2 separate regions of the Mus musculus genome follow, and region 1 is linked to region 2. Evidence: chromatin contacts called from public HiChIP or PLAC-seq data. All regions are on one chromosome and are shown on one strand. The core of a region is the stretch at or near the end of the contact, and the rest is flanking DNA. Distances in the headings are between cores, read along the strand shown.

What was found. HiChIP or PLAC-seq counts read pairs in DNA pulled down with a chosen protein or histone mark.
Region 1: a contact with region 2 is called in an H3K27ac HiChIP or PLAC-seq map of embryonic stem cells, with 4 times the contacts expected there. The contact joins the promoter of Cabp7 here to the enhancer-like site in region 2. A contact is called at or near these places in 8 of 39 promoter capture datasets (the 3T3-L1 cell line, the C10 cell line, embryonic stem cells and 4 more), 1 of 484 Hi-C or Micro-C datasets (bone marrow-derived macrophages) and 5 of 115 datasets of contacts at active chromatin or transcription factors (embryonic stem cells and pancreatic cancer cells).

What each region holds. Positions count from the first base shown.
Region 1 is chr11:4,744,814-4,748,634 of GRCm38.p6, forward strand. It overlaps Cabp7 (calcium binding protein 7), which reads right to left and starts at 2,366. Exons shown (of 5, transcript NM_138948.4): 1 at 1,806-2,366. The coding sequence starts at 1,914. It overlaps Gm35102 (a long non-coding RNA gene), which reads left to right and starts at 1,013. Exons shown (of 4, transcript XR_003949631.1): 1 at 1,013-1,765; 2 at 2,505-2,672; 3 at 2,959-3,011; 4 at 3,116-3,821.
Region 2 is chr11:4,300,618-4,304,547 of GRCm38.p6, forward strand. It overlaps Gm11958 (predicted gene 11958), which reads left to right. Exons shown (of 4, transcript NR_166831.1): 3 at 2,454-2,571; 4 at 2,854-3,531. Among named protein-coding and RNA genes, the nearest start is that of Gm11958, 17 kb to the left of the region's middle. Within about 2 kb of position 1,869, at least 121 of the 459 cell types and tissues checked have an H3K27ac peak or open chromatin away from gene starts, as enhancers often do. A contact at or near this core is called in embryonic stem cells and pancreatic cancer cells, where this site is marked.

The DNA.
Region 1 (3,821 bases), core at 1,116-3,615, 440 kb after region 2:
AGGGATGGCCCTGTCCTTCAGGTGCCCCCTGCACCAGGGCCCCTCCTCTAGTCCAAAGGGGACCAGAGAGAAGCAGGGAGTGTATTTGATGTGATGGTGACTAACAGCACTGGGCTTCTGCCAGCATGACCACGGGATGGCTCGGAGGGAGCGTGGGCCTCCTTGCCCTTGCATTGCCCACCCTGGCGCTTCTCACCCCTGCACGACTGTCTCTCTCAGCTTCTCGATAGCCTGACTGGGGATCCAGTGAGACCTGGAGTCATGGGGCCAGGTTATGTGGGGGGTGCTGGGAGCAGGGGAAAGGAGGCTGGATCTCTCTGGGGAGACATGCCGCCTCTGTCCCAAGAGTGGAGAGAAAGGGGTGGATGGACGCTTCTGCGTGGCTCAGAATTAAAGGCAGTAAAGGAAAGGGAAACTGGCCTGCGCCCTGCACCCCTCCCGGGCCCCATCTCTTCCCCTCAACCTGGAGGAGGCTCTGCTTTGGTCCAGACAGGACAGGACCTGGGGTTTCCGGGGTATAGACTAAGCACACATCCTTCCATCTGTGCCTCCACTGTTGGGGCTGAGAGCCCCTCTGCGACTTTTCCTGCTTCTGAGTTCATGGGGGGTGTGGGAAGTGGGTGTCTGGTGGACTGTGGTGCAGTGAGCATGGCAGTTGCACCCTTTCTCTCTCTCTCCACTGTCTACTCGCCCAAAATTTGCCCCAGACCAGGCCTGGGCTGAGGACAGACTTCCCGAATGGCTTCCCCTGGGCTCCCACTAGTATCCTTTCCTATGTTGGTCACTCCAACTCACTCCTATGAGCCCAAGTGGGACCCCAAAGCTGAGACCCCTTGACTACAGAGACCGGAGACAGGCCCATCATCTGGGTAATCTCAACCCCTCCCCCAGCAGCCGACAAACACCCTAAGGGACCAAGACTCCCATCAGCTCAGAGTCTCCGACTCCACTCCATATGGGGCCTCAAGAGGCCTGGGGGGAGGGGAATCTTGAGCACACCCCCGCCCCCAATCTCAGCAGAGAAAAAGCTAGGAAGGCCCCAGGGGTCTCACTGCGCCCCAGGACACTCAATCCAGGAACCCCAGCCTCGGCCTGCTGCTCTGATCTTCAATAGCCAACTGCCTGCGTGCGGTCCCTATTCCCGAAAGGCACGGGGACTAGGGTCGGGGGGAGGTTTAGGTTCCGGCCTCTGCCTTTCCTTCCAGGCTTTTGCTATCGCGACCGAGCCTCCCAATCCGGCCACTTGTTGTCGCCAACGCCTCCCAGCTGCCTCGGCAGCGCACGGGTGGGGGGTCCCTCGCAGGGCCGCAGAAGGGGATGGGGGTAGCCCTGCACCCAGCAAGAGCGGGGCAGTCGCCCTCTCTCCCCTTCTCCCACTGCCGGAGCAGATTGGATTCTCAACGCGACACGAGCGGAATGTCAATAGGAGCGCAGAGCCACGGGCGGGCGCCGCGGAAGGGATCAGGATGCGGACGCTCCGGTGGCGGGCGCGGGGGGCAACAGCTCGGACTCTCCACTTCAGCCCCCGCCGCCTTGCCGCACCGTCACCGCCGGCCACGCGGCCCAGTGACCCCGCTGCGGGGCCCCGCAAGTTTCCGCAGCGCTGGGGGCCACGCGGGCAGGGGCCGGGCTGCTCCTGCGCCGCGGCGACCCCCACCGCGGCGCCCGGGGCCACCCGGCCGTCCCGCCTCCCGCGTAGCCGCTCATCCGAGTCGCGCAGCAGGGTCCCGGGCTCCCCGGGCCAGCGCGGCACCAGGGCGCACAGGTAGGAGGGCTCGTGGCAGGGGTCCCGGCAGGGCACTCACCCTCTAGCTCGTCCTCAGGGATATCCACCGGGCGCTGCTCCGACAGCAGGTTGGGCACGGTGTAGATGCCCCGGTACATCAACGCCGCCGTCACCGGGTGGAACGGCATCTTGGAGGCTCCGCGCCCGCCCGCCCGCCGCAAACTTTGAGGCCGGGGCTCATGGGCCGCCGGCGGCCCCGGGGGCGGCTGGAGCGGGCGGTGCGCGCGGTGCGGCGCGCAGTGGCGGCGGCGAGGCAATGGGCACCCGTCCGGGACCTAGCGCCCCTGCGCCCCGGGCTGTCGGGCCATGCCGCCGGCTCCTTCGTTGGGATCCCGGCCGGGGGCTCGCAGGGATGGCGGGGGCGGCGCCGCTCCGGCCTCTTGGCTCGGACCGCTGCGCGCTGCGCTCCCTCCGCGCGCTCCGCGTTGCTCGCCGCCCGCTCGTCCGCTCGCTGGTGCGGCTGCCCGACCCGCCGCTCCGGCTCCCGCCGCTGCCGCCACCGCCGCCGCCGCCACCGCCGCCGCCGCCACCGCCGCCGCCGCCGCCGCCTGCACTCCTCACTCGCTCGCTCGCTTGCTCTGTGCGGCGCTCGCCGCGCTCCCGCCTCCCCCGCCCGCCCCTCCCGCCCCCGCCCCTTCCCGCTGCCGGCCCCTGAGCGGCCACCCCAAGCCCTCCCGGGCGCCTTCTCTGGTTCTCCCCGACTCTGCTTTTCCCCCAGTCTGCTTCGGATTGCTGTCTCCCGCACCCCACGTTAGCAGCCAGCAGGACCCGGGTGGTGTGGACCAGGGGTGGAGCCGTTCCTTGTACCCCCTATCCCACCTGCCTCCACTAACCCTCCCCCAGCGAGAGCGGAGAGCTGAGAACTAACGACTAGAGACCCAGAAAGGTGAGGTTGCTCCAGGCGCGAGGGTCCTCAGGACCAGTAATCCTCAAGTTGGTGCCAGGAGAGGCTCCAAGGTGGGGAAACTGAGGCTTAGAAAAGGACATTGGCCAAGGTCACCAGGCAGGGCCAGCAGGCAGAGGCCAAGCACAGATCTGCAGGAGACTCCGCTGGCCTGTGGCTGACACCAGCAGTTGACTTGATCCCACAAAGGGCTGTTGTCCTGGCTCCTTCCTGAGCCCTTGCCTCTCAGTTTGCAGAGCAGGAGCCAAGGTCTGTCTCATGTCCCCAGGGGCCATGAGGAGGAGGCAGACGACCCAGAGCCTGTTGGTCACATGGCTGCAGGTTAGACCTTCCTCCGGTCCTTAGCATGTGTTCTATGGGGGTGGGGGTAGGTGTCTGGAGGGGGGGGCAGCATGTGCATGCGTTTCTCTTCATCTTTCGTTCAGGACACTGTGAAGATACGTTTTCAAACCCACTTGCAGATGAGAGTGTTTGAACTGTGCACGGCCACCTACATGTGAGCTGTGAGCTGGCAGCGAAGGGCAGAAGCCCGGAAGCAGGTGTGGGCAGGTGCGAAGGCCCTTGGGCTGGGAGTGCTATGCGTATCCGAGCACAGATGTGTGTGTCTCCGTGTACAATTATGGGATCTGGTGAGCCCCTGGCCTGGGTGGGCCTCAGCTGGCCTCAGTCTCATTCCTGGAACCCTCATCTGAACTATCTCCCTGCCCCCTTGGGTCCAATCAGCCAAAGGCCCCAGCAGGAAAGCTGATTGCCACAGCCTGGCCATGCCCTTCCCTGGCTGATTACATTTTTCTGCTTGTTTCTGCTTTTGTCGCTGATTAATCATAGCCCTGTCTTGGCGCCGGGAGAGAGGGGCTCAGTGAGAGACAACACCCCCAGCCACCCTGGGCCAAGGCAGGCCTGAACCTTTAGGACTTGTCTAGGGCTCTGGGTTTCTCATAGGCATGTGAAACCTGTAGAGAAGCCAGACAAACCCTGGCTCCCATCTGAATGTCTGTTCCAGGCTTCTGGCCAGTTGCTATCTATTCAGACCTATAGTTGGAGTCGTAAGAGCCCCTGAGAAGCACCCATCCCCAAAGCTCTTCTTGCGCACTTGAGCATCCATCAGGTCAGCTGGGTGCTTATGCTCCT
Region 2 (3,930 bases), core at 619-3,118:
CTGGAATTGTCTTAGTGTGCAGTATGGTGTCCCACACTCACGAAATTACGCTTATTTTGTCCTCCCAGATGAGGGCTGGTTTAGCTTTGCTGAACTTCCCATCTTCCAGATGGAGAAACTGAGACCCAGAGGCAGTTGGTGGGAAGAGAACTCAGCTGCTGTTTCCACATCTCAGCCACCTTCCGGGTCAGCTCCAGAAGGAAGAAGTCCCAGTGTCTGCTCTGGCCGCCTGGGGCAGCTCTCAGGGCTCCTGCCAAGAGCTGGTTTGGCAGCTGTTCTTCTCCTCTGTGCCCATCAGCATTGGTCCAGATGTTCCAGGCAGCAGCCTGGGAGCTCTGTCAGGTTTTGCTTGGGCTCTCCTTCCTCATAGCCTATCAATTCCCCGCCCCCCCTCAGGTCTCTAGAAATGTCTCTGTTAGCTGGGGAGAGGGCTGGGGTGGCTGGATAGCTTGTAACATGTCCCCTGGAATGGCTACAACACAAATTGGTTTGCCTTAGTGTTTTCTACTTAGATATCATTAGCTTCCAATCCCAACATGGCCAGTGCCCTGTAAACTGGGAGCCTGGAAATTCTGGTGACCTAAGGCAGCAAAACAGAACAAGTTCCCTCCCCGCGTGTGGAGCTTCACCGACTGACCCAGACTCTGGGAGGCAGGTGCCCTCGCCTCTTTTTCTGACCGAGAATCTGAGACTCAGCTGTTGTCTGTGTTTTCTCCACAATGGGTGGCTAGAGACCTGTTCTGTACCAGTGTCGGCTGACCTGTACAGTCTATGTGAGACAGACTGTCAGCTTTTTTTTTTTTAAGATTTATTTTATGTATGTGAGTACACTGTTGCTGTCTTCAGACTTCAGACACACCAGAAGAGGGTGCTGGATTCTATTGCAGATGGTTGTGAGCCACCATGTAGTTGCTGGGAATTGAACCCAGGTCCTCTGGAAGAGGAGTCAGTGCTCTTAACCACTGAGCCATCTCTCCAGCCTGACTGTCAGCTTTAAACAGAAGTTAGTCCTGTGCAAAGTCCTGGGCTCTGTGTGGTCATCAAAGGGTAGGTCATGTTGTTGTTTCACAGAGCCTCATAAGGCTCCTGGAGAGAAGAGCTACCAGGGATGTGTGAAAACCAGGGTACAGCTTGGTACGGTGCACATGGGACATACCAAGGGACTGTTTCATCTCTTGACAAATCCAACACAAACCCAGAAAGGCATCTGTGTTAGGAAGGATGGGTGTGCATGTGCGAGAGTGTGTTTTCATAAGTGTAAAGGTTCATGTGTGTTAAAGTGTGTGTGTGTGTGTATGTGTGTGTGTACACGTGTGCCTAAGAGTATGAGGGTAAATATTTGACAGGATCTTGTATAGCCTAGGCTACCCTTGGCTTTGGGATGACCTTGAACTTCCTATCCTCTGCCTCTGTCCTCTACCCCGTGGACTAGAGGCAAGTGCTACCGTGCCCAGATGTCTAGTTTGTGTTACACTGGAACTCCAATCTAGGGTTTTGTGTATGCCAGTGCATTCCCGTGGGAGGTGGGCCTCCAGCCCCAATTTTGGTTTTGTTTTGGTTTTTTTGCTTGTTTGTTTGTTTTGTCTTGTTTTACTGTGTAGCCCTGTCTGTCCGGAAACTATGTAGATCAGGCTAGCCTCGAAACTCTCAGAGATCCACCTGTCTCTGCCTCCCCAGTTCAGGGATTAAAGGTGTGCATCACCACGCCCTGCCCCCATAAATCTTTTAAAACACACTTATCTTTACAATCAATCAAGAGGCAGCAGGCAAGCATGCAGATGCAGATCCAGTCCTTAGTGGTAGCCACTCCCTCTTAGGCCCACAGCCTCATCAGGCCCAGCTTCCTGGGCCTGGTTGCTCTGGGCCCACAGCTGGCTCTGTACCTCAGGGAGTGGCCCTGTTCTATCCAGGGCAGATTAACTTCCCTGGGACCGGCTTTGTTTTGGCTCAAGAAGTAACAGCAGAGGCTGAGAGCTGAAAGCAGAGGCCTCTCCCTCCCACCCTGGGGCCTGGCTCTGTTGAAAACCTTTGATTTAGGCTTCTCAATTTGCTTTCCCTGGCTGGGTGTCCTGGGCAGAGGGGAAACACCTAGGACTTCAGCTATTTTGTCTGCTGCAATTTAGGAGAGGGATTTGATATCTAAGTGGAGGAGGTTCCAGCCGCAGCAACAGCAGCAGCGGCGGCGGGTCTAAGCTGTTTGTTTGTGGAGTACAGGGTGGGTGGGGTAAGGCTAGAACACTGTAATTGGAAGCAGGAGGCTAGAAGCTGACACTTCTGCAGATAAAAATTCTCTGCTGAGGGTCCGGCTTGTGTGATAGTGTGAGGGAGCCCGCTCTTGTGCGTGTGATCTGCCAAGGCAAGGCTGTGTTCGCTTAAATCTGGGTTTAAAACATTCTCCCTCTCTTCACCCTGGATTCTTTTTTCATTGACACATTTCTTCATTGACTCCTTAGGGATCATGAAGATCTTGCGTGTCAACTCTGAAGCCCTGCAGCACGTGCCTAGCCAGCTGCAAGACCTTTTCGGAGGAGCCACCAGCAGGCTTCCTGAAGGCCAGGCTGCAGCTCTCAGGTGTCTGCCATTGTCTCAGTCCCTGCCCCGGGTCTGCCACTTGGCACACAATAGGCCTTGTACATATTTGTCAGATGAGTGAAGAGTGAGGTCACTCACTACTGCTCCGGGTACACGGCCGAGCTAGACAGCCACAGTTCAGAGATCCTTTGAGTCTTTGAGCCAAAAGTATTTTGAGCCAATCCCAACTTCCCCCTGAATGCCATCCCCGGAACGATACTGAAGAGGTATACCAGGAAAGCCCTGTGATTATGTGAAGGTGGACATTATGTGTCTCCACAGGCCTGCAGCCAAGCTGAAAACAGTTCTCATGACTATGTCTCATCCCGGAAAGAAGATCCTTCATGGCATGGTCGCTTTCATCTCATCATGAGCTGAGTGTCCAATACTTACTGAGATGTGGTCCCCACGTTAAAGAACTTTAGAAATTGTAAGGCCGCGTGCACCCCTGCCCATACCTTGATGTTCCAACCCCCTTGGGTACCAAGAAGGACAGGAAGATAGAGAAAATGATGGTGACGTGGGAGGAGGAAGGAGCCCCTCACCCAGGCTTAAGCTCCTCACCAACTAAGGATCAAGAACTCCAGCACCATTAGCAACATTTGCTTAAGGTCATTCCCCCTTCCCAGCTAGAAGCCTACAATTTTCTAGGACTCTAACCAGAAGCCTCATTTACAGTAAAAGACACATTCTAAATCCCTTGTGCAACTCCAGTGGCTTCTGGTTTTTACCTTATCAGATTATAATCCCACCCTATAATCCATTTACCAAAAAGAAAAAAGAAAAAAGAAAAAAAAAGGCTTCTTAGCAACCTTTGAGATGTACTGAGAACCGCCGAAAGCGTCTGCACAGCAAATGCTGGCGCTTGACTTGACCCTTTCTTAAGCCCACACCACACTCTTTAGTGTGCCTTATTCTTTCCTTAAATAAAACCTTCCTCTTTGTTTTTAATAAACCCAACCACGCCTCCTGAGAGAATGAAAGGACTCCTTAGGCATGGAAGCGTCGGTGTGCCTCTGTCCCAGCAATCGTTGACAGTACCTGAGATTATGACCTTGTTTGCTAGTTTTTGGAGAGTCAAGCCAAGATGAGGCCATAAAAGGCCAAGCCTGGCAGTCTTCTGAGGGAGAGATTTGGAGATTGACACATGGGAAGAAAGCCACGTGAAGAGAGAGGCAGGAATTGGATCATCACAGCCATGAGAGATGGCATGATTGCCAAGCCCCTGGGAGCCCAGAGGGAGGCATGGGATAGCCCTGTGCGCAGAGCTTTCAGGAGGAATTAATCACTGACATGTTGACTTCTGGCCTCCAGAACACAGAGAGAATATACATTGGTTGGATTTGCATTTCTGGTTTT